Regions from separate parts of the Cricetulus griseus genome. Here region 2 is linked to region 1. Evidence: chromatin contacts called from public Hi-C data. All regions are on one chromosome and are shown on one strand. Each heading gives the region's core, a stretch centred on a gene start, on an enhancer-like site or on the middle of the called end of the contact. The rest is flanking DNA. Distances are from core to core; before and after follow the strand shown. Region 1 holds the start of LOC113834908 (Krueppel-like factor 13). Region 2 overlaps Otud7a (OTU domain-containing protein 7A).

Evidence for each region. A called contact is a pair of places that touch in the nucleus more often than the background predicts.
Region 2: a contact with region 1 is called in a Hi-C map of fibroblasts, with 4 times the contacts expected there. The contact joins the enhancer-like site here to the promoter of LOC113834908 in region 1. A contact is called at or near these places in 4 of 8 Hi-C or Micro-C datasets (the CHK-Q cell line, the CHL-YN cell line, fibroblasts and 1 more).

Annotation. Positions count from the first base shown.
Region 1 is chr3:133,272,835-133,278,305 of CriGri-PICRH-1.0, reverse strand. It overlaps LOC113834908 (Krueppel-like factor 13), which reads right to left and starts at 3,149. Exons shown (of 2, transcript XM_027408066.2): 1 at 2,110-3,149. The coding sequence starts at 2,686.
Region 2 is chr3:133,425,685-133,431,155 of CriGri-PICRH-1.0, reverse strand. It overlaps Otud7a (OTU domain-containing protein 7A), which reads left to right. Exons shown (of 11, transcript XM_035442473.1): 9 at 3,658-3,772; 10 at 3,950-4,034. It overlaps LOC113834907 (a long non-coding RNA gene), which reads right to left. Exons shown (of 2, transcript XR_004769157.1): 2 at 1-1,674. Among named protein-coding and RNA genes, the nearest start is that of Otud7a, 110 kb to the left of the region's middle. Within about 2 kb of position 2,770, at least 3 of the 6 cell types and tissues checked have open chromatin away from gene starts, as enhancers often do. A contact at or near this core is called in fibroblasts, where this site is marked.

The sequences.
Region 1 (5,471 bases), core at 1,900-4,399:
CCCTTCTGTGCCCAACACTCTCCCTATTTCCCTCACGAAAGTGAGTTATTTAAGCGCTCCAAGGTCTAGCAATGGCTTCCCAGGGCTTCCCGGACCAAGAGGCTGAATCAGACTCCACCCTGAAGCAGGCATTTGAGATGTGCAACTCTCGTTATCAGACTCACCTGGTACCAAATAAAACGCAGCCTAGACATTTACAGACTTCCAAATCCCCGCTCTCAAGGGAGCCTGGAACTTTACAGCCACCCGAAGGTGGTGCCTCCCTTTATCTCAACACACAAGGAGGGCGCCCCGGTTGCCTACCCTAGATCGTATAGCACACTATGGGCACTCCAAAGAAGGCCGGTTCTAGCCTCTTCTACCTGCTCTGAGTTTCCTGGCGCTCCGGAGAGAATGGCTCCCTCCCCACTACTGAAGACGCGGTCCTCAGCGCCCCCAAACGTTTTCTAAACGCCAACTGAGAGTGAAAGGAGGAGCGAGGCAACAAGGAAAACATCTTGGACCCAACCCGCCCACGACGGCCAGCCCCTCCCTTCAAACAAGCCCTCCGCATTTCACCAGATCGGCTACCCGGTACTGCAAGTGGGAAGTCACGGTGAAATATTCTGCCCCAAGATTTCTCAATCCTATAGCTGGTCTCCGAACACCCCAAACCTCACCCAACACTCTTGGTCCATCAGGTTCTGAACCCAGCTCTGCTTCTCCCCCACGGCCACACCCACCCCAGCGGTCGCTTTTCCTAGCAGAACTGGGAGCCCTACACAAACCCCACCCACCTCCTGGGCTCACACACCATTAATTTTTGACTATGAATGCCTGGAAACGGCCCGGTCTTCACTCAACCCCATCACCTGCCACGCGGTTTGGGCAAAGGGCTGAGACCCTCCACCCCCACAGGAAAAGTTCGCCAGTGAACCCCTAGCCTGGAAGACGGCAGAGTTCAGGCGCGCCCCATTACAAAAGTACCGGCAGAAAGGCCTTGGGCTCTATTCTCCCCGGCTTCAGTGTCTTCTGGTGCTTTTTGGTCAGCCACTTAACTGTTTTAGCAACAAAAAAAGTACAGCCCCTGGTAACAAAGCAACGGAACTAAGTGTTTTTGCAGCGAACTTGCCTCAAAGCTGTAAAAAGAGTTAAGTGTCACAGAAGAGTTTCCGTGAGCTCAAAGGAAATACAACTAAATGTTTGCACCGCCGTGTTAACACCAAAAACAAGGGTGAGGGCTTCCATATATGAATCAACTACCAAGAGTCTGGTCCGAGCGCGGCGAAGTGGTGCCCGGAAACCACAAAAGCGAGTGACCCTACGCCACCCAGGTGGCAGGCTCTAACCGGCCGCCTTGGTACAGGTGCCCGCACCCAGCCCAGGAGCAGGTGAAAGTTGGGCCAGAAAGGGCAGTGAATAGAGCGCGCCTTCCTAGAGAAAGCGCAGCCCCCTGCGGCCGGGCGCGCCCCCGCCGGCCGGATGGGCTGGGGCTCCCACAAAGAGCCCGCGGGTGGGGAGTGAGGGCTGGGACCGCCCCCCGCGTCGGCCTGCGCCGCCGCTGGGTCGGGTTGCGACAAATTAAACCTTAGAGCGCTGGAAAAATTACAGGAAGAAGAGAGCGAAGAATGTGCCGAGTGGCTGAAGGGATCCCTGTCCCCGGGTGAACTTCGGCCGCCCGAGCCGGCCCCTCCCTAGCCTGAGCGCGCCCGGAGCCCTGGGGAGGGGGGATGGCGAAGCTCGAGCCTCGGCAGCACCCACGCCCCAATCGGGGTGCGCCGGCCGCCCCCCAGCCACCTCGAGCGCACCTGCCCGCGCCGCCCGCAACCCGGATGACGACATCCACCCCGCGGCCCCGCCCCAAGAACCCGGGAGGGGGCGTGCCCGATGGGGGCGCGGTCGCCGAGAGGGCGCCGGCTCCAAGCGCCCCGGCCGGCCAGCGTCACGCGAGGCCGGAGCGCCAGGGCAGGGGCGCGGCCGCGATCGCTCTCAGCTCCCGGCTCCCCGCCCCCGGTCCCGGCCCCGGTCCCGGCCCCTACAGCGCTGGGCCGAGAGCTCTGGGGGCGTGGCCGTCCCCGAGCAGTCAGTCCCTAGTCCGCTTGATCGCGGCGTTCGGGCCGCCCCACTGACCTGTGTGAGTTCTCAGGTGCGCCTTGAGGTGCGAAGATTTCCCGTAAACTTTCTCGCAGCCCGCGTAGTGGCACTTGTGCTTCCTCTGCGGGGACTCGAGGTCTGCGCGACTCCGGCCCCGCCGACCCCTTTGTCTGAGGCCGGGCTCGCCGCTCCCCGCGGGCCCCGGCTCCGGCTCCAGTGCCGCCTCGGGCTCGCTCCACGCGGGGCTGGGGGGCGCGGCCGGCGCGCCTGCTTGTCCCGGGGGGCGGGCTCTGGGCGGGCGGCGGCGCAGGGGCGCGGGCGGCAGGCGGCAGGGGGTCCTCGCCTTGCGCGCAGCGGCCCCTTCTCTGCGTTCCGCGGGGGCGGGCGCCGGCGCCTGCTGGTTGAGGTCCGCTAGGATCCGCGCCACCACGAAAAGCGAGGCGCTGTCCTTGCCGTCGCGGCGTTCGTCAACGCGGGGCAGTGTGGGGGCGGCGGCGGCCGCGCCCTCGGGCCGGGGCTCAGGCCCTTCCCGCGGCTCGTGCACGACTGCGCGGCTAGACATAGACACGAGGCACTCGGCGGCAAAGTGATCCACATAGGCGGCGGCTGCCATGCTGCGGGCTTGGGCGCGCGGTGCTCTCGCCGAGTCGTCAGCGGCGCATCCGCACCCACGGCCTCCGGAGAGCGCGGGGGGGCGGGGCGCGGCGCGCCCTCTTCTCCGGCTGGGCTGGGCTAGGCTGGGCGCGCAGCCGCTTCTGCCGTCACCCGCGCGGCTCCGCGTCCGCCTGGCCGGGTACTGGAGGGTGAGCGCATGGGGGGCTCCAACGAGGAGGGTCCGCGTGCGGCGTCAGGGCCGGCTTGTCTTACGGATGTCGAGCGGCGATGTTAGGCACGACCCCTGCAAGTTGCGGTCGCAGTTCCACCGTGCATTGTGGCAGGCGGGACAGCCTCCGTGCGCGCCGCTGCTCGGTGTGGGCGGACCGGCCCCGGGGGTGGGCGGGGCCGGGGCCACATCTGGACCCGACGTCAGCCCCCAGCCACATCCTGGCGGCGCAGGTTACAGGCGGCAGCGGCCGCAGGGAGCAGCGCGCACGAAGGGGGCGGGGAGCCTGGAGCGCGCACCAGAGGGACCGTGCGGTCGCGCGCCCGCGCCCTGTGAGGGGCGTGGCCAGTGGCAGACGCGAACGCCATTGGCTCTTGAGTACTCTAGCCCGCCAATCCGGGCCTCCAGAGGGCCCTACTGGCCGCGGGACCTGCGCGCGCCAGTGGGCGTGCCCCTGGACCTGCAGGAGGAGGGGCGGAAATCGGAGCCCAGCGCGCGGCACGGTGACGCATGACGTTCGAGGGTGGCGGGCCGCGGTGTAGCGGCGCAGGGTTGGGGCGCGTGCCTCCCGCAGCGGGAACCCCGCCGGGCCTTTCCATGCCAGGGCTTTTGTGCGCAGGCAACCGTGGGTGGTGCGAGGATGGCAACGCTGGGGAGGGCACCCTGTGGTCGCTCCGCCCGCCGGCAGCGCGGGCGAGGTGGCGTATCCGTCTCGGCGGGACCTAGGCGGCCAGCCTCGCCTATGGGCGGGACACTGCCGCTCCTCACCCCACCGCAGCGGAGTTCTCGGGTGGCCGGGCTTGTATTGCAGCCTCCAGCCATCTCAACACTCTGCCCCATTGAGCTCCAGTCCTCGGCGCAGCCCTGGCGAGAGCCAAGTCACCACCGGGCCGCCCCGCCCCCGCGCGGCCGCGCTGCCCTTGAGCCCCTGTTAACCTGGCTGGTGCAGGGCCCACCACTGCCAGTGCTGAGTGAGTGAGCTACGTGCTGGGGCTGCGGTCGCGGCTGTTCAGGGAACACAGGGCCCCTTCCTCCCCCTTCCTGCCCCAGGCCTGCTGCCAACTTCTCCAGGCCGCCCCTCTCCCACCGCGGTCGGTCGTGGAGGCTTCAAACACCACCAGCTGCGAGGACCCCGCCCAGGGCGCCCCACCCATCCACTGTCTGGGCCTCTAAAGGAAATGCTCCTCTGAGTCCTGCCGGGGCCTTCCAACCAGGCCACCTTGCTCTAGAGTCTAGACACACATTCATATCGTTCTCTCCAAACACACTAGGCCATCGTCAGAGAGACCATAGCTTCCTACTGCCTTTCAACCAATCTTAACGCACTTTTCAGGACTCTGGCCGTGGCTGGCCTCTGACCTGTGAGAACAGGGTCAGCAGCTTCTGCTTTCCATTGTGGGTGATGCCTTGAAACAAGTCAGCCATCAGCATGTCGGGGAGGCCCCCCGATGGTCCACTCTAGAGGACTAAAGCAGGGGCAAATCACCTCCTATGGCAAAATTAAGAACCATGGTTCTGACTTCAAGTTCTCCGCCTCCAAATTTATTGAGAGCCTTGAATAGAAAAGACTTTGACTTCTGTTAACCACGGGAAACTGAACAATTTGGAATTTTCAGTTGTGAAACTTAGGTTAACGTCTGAGCTCCTCTGAGTGCTAATACACACCCTCAATTTCCTCACTGTCTCTGGTGGAGAAGCTAGATCAAGGCTCTGTAGGAGGGTCTCAACTTGGCAGAAAGTAGTCATCTTTGTTCCAGGCAGATTGTGTTGATGACATTTAAGACACTGTGTCCTGACCAAGTGGTGACTCAGAATGTTCCTCTGTTCCCACCACATGCCACAGACAGTCATTTCATTGGGAAAGAGCTGGCCCCTACTCTGCCTTTCTAGCCATGTGTTCCTTCCTGACCCTCTGAAGTCAGGGGGATTCTTGTGCTTTCCTGGTTAGCTCTGCCTGCACTGACTGGTGAGCCTTCCTAACACATGCACTATTCTAGGTGTTGTACTACATCATAGGCGTCTATGGTAGCCTAAGTCAATGGACCGTTACCCTGACATGCGCCATCCAAGCCTCCTTTTGATGGTGGCCTCGCAAAGGGTTTTCCCTGTGCCGATGGGGCATTTTAGATACCACAGTCAGCACCTCAAATGATGTCTAAGCAGTTCACTCACTGAGAACTTAATGGCTGGGCTCTCAAGCCTGGTCATTCTTGTCCCAAGCACAAATGGAAATATCCTAGGGGTACAGTTCTCCTCTCCAGTGAACATCTCATAGCTGTGGTTCCATGTTTCCTTGCTGTTAGGATTTTGACAACAATGGCATAGGTAGGTGAGAGTAAGAATAATTCCTTTTAGCTGGAAGCAAGAGGGAAAAAAAAAAAAAAAACAGATCAGGGTGGACCAAGTGAGAGCAAGTAAACCTTGAAGAGACTAAATATGGGAGAAGTTTTGAGGTGAAGGTGGTAGTTGGGTCAACTTTAACTGCCCTTTGGATCCTCTGAAACAACCTCAACTATAAGAAAAATATCTCAACTATAAGACAAAAATGCACAAGGACAGGAGCAGGAGAGGAAGC
Region 2 (5,471 bases), core at 1,521-4,020, 150 kb before region 1:
TTTATCTGCTTGCCCTGAACCGTGTGCTCCAATTCTTACCTTTCTGTGTGTCTTCTTTGCAGTTGCTTTCAGGAGCTATGTAAGGGGTGGGGTGGCATGTTTTTGTTGTTACGTTGCTGTTATGATTTTCCCCAGTGATGTTCTCATGGCTTCCCTGATCTGTGGTTTTGTTTGTTTATTTTGTGTGTATGTGTTTTTAGTATTTCCTCTGCCTCTCCCTCATTCTTCTAGAGTGACACTGACACAGACCTTCAGCTTGTTGTTGCTGACCTGCCCTGCAGCTCTTGGGTGTTCTGCTTCTTACCCAACCTTTGCTACTTTTTATTGCAGCTTGGCTGGTTCTGCCAGACCCATCTTGATGTTCACAGAATCTCGTGAAGCTGTTCTTTTATTCATTTGTAGTTTGTTGTGGGTTTTGTTTTGTCTTGTCTGTTGTTATTGTTGTTTTATTTCTAGATTTTCCCTTTGAAACTTAAATTTCTTCTGTCCTCTAAAAGCAGATACCAAGTCCTGTGTGGTGCTCATCTTTTCTATCAGTTTATAACATCAGTTATCTTACACTCATTGTCCAATAGTTGCAACACCGGGGTTGTGTCTAAGTTGGTACTTCCTGTGGCTTCAGGCACCCACTGGGGTTCCTGGGGTACACACAAGGAGAGTGAGCTGCACTTGCTTTAATGCTGTGCAGTAATGGAGAAGCCCGCATACTTGTCATGGTGCTGTCTTTTTAGAGAATTAGCCCCTTTATCGTTGTCTCTAGTGTCATGACTTCCATAAATCTGATAAGGCAAAAGATAACAGAGTGGTGTCTTCAAAGACTGAAAGAAAAACTGCCAGTCTCAAATTGTGTATCTAGTAAAACAGCCCACAACATGCAGGAAACACAAAGGCTTGTCAAACAAAACAAAACAGAACAGCTTCATGCCTGCACACCTGCACTGAGTCCTGTTCTTTCAACTCTGTGCCTTGTCAACACATGGAGTATGGGTGACTTCTCTTCTTCCTCAAAAGCTTTTTGTTTTTCCCTGAAAGTCATTTTTCTAAGAAAGACTGGGGAGATCACTACACTCCTAGGAATGGGCACACACAGTTTGTCTTTACTGTGCATGCTAGAATCTGTCAGAACACACGGGGAGGTCACCCCCTCCTGGGGAAGAGAGATGTGTTGCATAAAACAGATATTCAAAATCTTCTTTGGCTAGTGGGAGATAATATCAGTAGATTTACAGGCTGAAAGTATGAGAGAACTCTTTCCAAAACAAACCAATAAATCCTCTTGGGCCTGTTTTGAAAGCCTTTGCTATTCTCGACATTTGCCACCAGGGGGTGCCCTGCCCCGCAGCTATGTGTCTTCCTGGGTAAAGCAGATGTTCAGTAAGAATCTTCCATGTACATGTGACAGGAAAGCAGTGCAAATGATGCTCATGAGGAGGACCTGCTTTTGAGGTGTCCCTGGCTGTACCTCCCCTCAGCCCTCAAGCAGGTTGAGCTGTATATCCCCAGCCCCTCACTCAGGACCTATCTTTCACCCCAAGATCTGGGTTGACAGGCTGTCAGGTTCTTTCTAGGTAGCCAGCACTAGCATCTTCAGGCATGTTCCAGTTGTCTTCTCAGAGTGGACAGGCTGAGGAACCCAGGCCAGCTCATCTGCTGAGGGTAAGAATGCGCAGGCACCTGTAACAGGGAGGTAAGGATGGTGGGGCGTCTTAGTGTAGGTAATTTATTAGAAACAAAACAAAACCATAGAGGCTTACAACATACAGGGTGGGCTCCCAATTAAATGAATCCTGTAACGGGGGTTAAGATCAACAGGCAGTTCTTCCTGGGGTTCAAGAGCCTGCTCCAGCTGCCTCAGAGTTCCACTGTCTTCACAGGAGACATGGGCAGAGAGAGGGAAGCCCCCTCGCCCTGGCCATAGTCCCCAGAACTTACATTACTTTACTCACAGCCTATAGATTCAGCTACGAGATCCCTACCTCCCCAGTGCTAAGAGGATGGGAGGTGTAGTCACCATGGCAGATGTTTCTCCAACCAACTCTGCCACTGAACCCAGCATGTCCAAATTATACCCACGGGAACTGATTCTGATAGATTATTGTTGTCTAGAGCAATCTTTTCCAGAATCCCTTGATTCCAATATCCGCAGGGATGCATATTTACAATTTAGTCCACTATCGTCATTCAGGGCCCTTGGGTTGCCTGAGCCTCTGCATGCAGGAGTGCAGAGCCCTAGGAGTCTGGGAAGCAGTGTTGGTTAAGAGCACCTCTGCTGCCTCCAGACACTGGTGGGAAGCTGGGCCAAAGCCTCAATGTTTGTGCGCTCACCTATGGGCATCACCCAAGGGAGACCTGCTCCTGGGCCAGCCCAGAAACCCACTTTGCAGCACAGCCCTGGAAAGGGAGGCCATATCAAAGCAGAAGCTGAGATACCACCACCCCCTCCCCCATCAGACTCTGCCTGCACTCCTCCATCTCTAGCCACACACAGTGAAAACCCCTAAGCTGGCAAATAATCAGCAAACCTGACTTTTGTTTGTTTAAGGTTGACAGACATGGGGAAGGAATAGGGAGAGTGCAGTTTGCACTCACAATCTCCCTGACAACACTAGAGAGCAGCATTGAGTTGTATACAATTTCTCAAACTTGACAGTATTGGCTCCTGGATTTTCTGTTTTGTTTGCCTTTTTGTTCTTGCCATGGCACTGCATGGTATGAATCATGGATTATGGCAAGAAAAGGAACAAAGCAGATGCCAGAGGCCCTGGGCTGGGCTTCTCTGTGGTGGTGAGACTCCAGAGGGGTGGGGCATTCTAAAGGGAGTGACACAGCAGACTGGTACTCATTTGGAAGGTGAAATTGGGAAACCAGCCTCCCCACTCCTTCCTGTTCGTTACTCCTGGCAACACCCTGAGGAGAAGGCAGATGTGGCATTAAGGATTCCATTTTCTGGGTAGCTGGACCCTCTCGGGAAGCCTTATCATATCTCAGTACACCTTTAGATACCCACTTCCAAGCCCTCAGATCTCTGAAGCCGGTGAGCCTCTGTCCATAAGTTTTGTGGAAGCAGCTCCTATGAGGGACAGCAGGCCAGATCCCCACCTCCTCAGAAGGCTCCCCGCTCCACTCTACTTTTAAGCAGGCTTTAGCCCAGCACTATGTGGCTGCCTTCTGTAGACTTGTCACTAGAGCCTGCTTTGCTACTGTGTCATGCGGCCCTCTCCCCCACCCCAAGTCTTGCTGCAGTAAAACTCAGCACACACCTCTCCTGACTTGCAAACTCTGCCCTTCACTGAGATGAAATGGAGGCAAGGCTCAGGCCACTCACACAGTGGCCTCCTCCAGTAAACCTCCCCCATCCTGGGTCTTTCCTTGACGGTGCCTGCCCTCTAACCCAGACAGTCCAGGCGATGCCTCCACCTGCTCTTCATCTACATAGCAGGGTCGGGTTTTTTTGTTTGTTTTGTTTTGTTTTGAAATCTATGGTCTTAACACTGCTGGTATGAAGTTCTATATCTACCTTCTGTCTCCATTGAGTTGCCTGTCACCCGGACAGCTAGCCTTGAATTTCCCTTACAGAGCTCTGAGCTCTGCTGAGGCTCCCAGCCTCCTGGCAGGCCAGTGAGCTGCCTGCCACCTTGTCCCTCTCTTCTGTTTCAGCTGTCATCCCCCTGACAGATTCTGAGCACAAGCTGCTGCCCCTGCACTTTGCGGTGGACCCGGGAAAGGACTGGGAGTGGGGAAAAGACGACAACGACAATGCCCGGCTAGCCCAGTAAGACCTGCCCCATGGCCGGGTCCCCACCCCAGCACCCCGTGGGAGAGCCCTGGGGCGGGGAGCTCCTGTTGGGGGTGGGGGTTGAGGGCTAGAGGGCAGAGAGAAGATGGTGTGTGCAGACGGGTGAGCTTGTGCCACATCCGGAGCTTTTCAAACCTCGTGTTCTTTCGTCAGCCTCATCCTATCCCTAGAAGCCAAGCTGAACCTTCTACACAGCTACATGAATGTGACATGGATCCGCATCCCCTCAGAGACCCGGGTGAGCCTCACGTGCAGAGCCCCGCCCCTGCCATGGGGGAGGAGGAGTGGCCGCTCTGTGCAGTGTGGGATATGATGCACCTCCCGCCTGAATGTCCGTAGGCAGAGCTGGGGCCCCACGCTGGTCACCGGCAGCTGCGCCGTGTGTGTCTGTGTGTGTGTGTGTGTGTGCGCGCGCGCCCCAGTTAGGATTTTTCCTCTTATTTTGCACAGCAGGAGAGGAATAACACGCCCACTCACAAAACAAACCGTAGGCAAGTCATAACACAAAACTATCTCTGCTGAGATCGGAACAAGATGTGCCGCGGCAGAGCGGAATTAATTATAACTGTGTGGATCCTTAGAAAAGCTGGGGCACCGACCTCGCAACTCCTCAGCGCGCCCCCCTCCCCTCTCCTCCCCTCTCCTCCCCTCCCCTCCTCGAGGCGGAGGTGGCCGCAGGTGGAGCTGGCAAAGAAGGAGAGCCGCCCACCGGTCTCCCGCGGAGGGTGGGGGTGGGGGCCCGCTGCCCTAGGGGGACTATTGGGCTGCCCCTGCTTGCAGATGATGAGAGATTCGTTTTAAGTTTGTGACTGATGTTTTCATAATCTCAGGAGGGAACTCCCAAGGAAAGGGATTTGTGAAAATTGCTTGTAAATAATTGGTCCTCCCTGACATGCGTTTACTTAAGCACCCAGTGGGCTCTAAGTACTGAAAGGCGAGACCCTGCTGAATGGTGACTGCCCTGCTGCTTTGAGGGCTCACTTCCGCTTCACCTGCACATCATCTGAGTAGGGCGCCCCCACGTGACTCTAATTCGTCGTGTTCCTGAGGGCACAAGGGACAGCCAGTAGTAGTCATAAAGTCTTGCCTCTCCCATACTGGAAGCTGCCATTGCACCCCTCCATGATGCTCTCTAGCACCCACGTGGTATGAAATGGCAGCACCCCGAGATCCATAAGAACCCTCCAGGAGGTTCTGATGCTACTATGCGCTACTATGAGCAGGGTGCTTGGCCAGGCCTTGGCAGCCTTCCTACCCAGTACAAAGCTCTGCAGACAACCCCACTGCTGAAGGGCACACAGCCACACTCCCCAACTATTGGGCCCCCTTCCCTGTTTCAGCCTTGGGCCTCCCACCCTTTAGAGCCTCTGGCAACCCAACCCCAGAGTCCACAGTCCTTCCAAACCCAAGAAGGGATTTCTGCCTCGGGGGCTGGGGGTCGAGTTCTGCCAGCTATTGCTTGGGTGACCTAGCCACAAAGGGTCATCCCTCTGGAACCTGCTTGAGGGAAGGACAAAAGTAAAGTGAGGAGTAACAGCTTCTCCTATCTCCTCTGAGACCAGAAAAGCCTGTTCAGGCATGTACCAATGTACTAGTTTTCCTACACTCCCAGAGACTGGCATAAGGGATACTACCTGCCCAATGACCCACCTCAACTATACCCTACCCACCATGC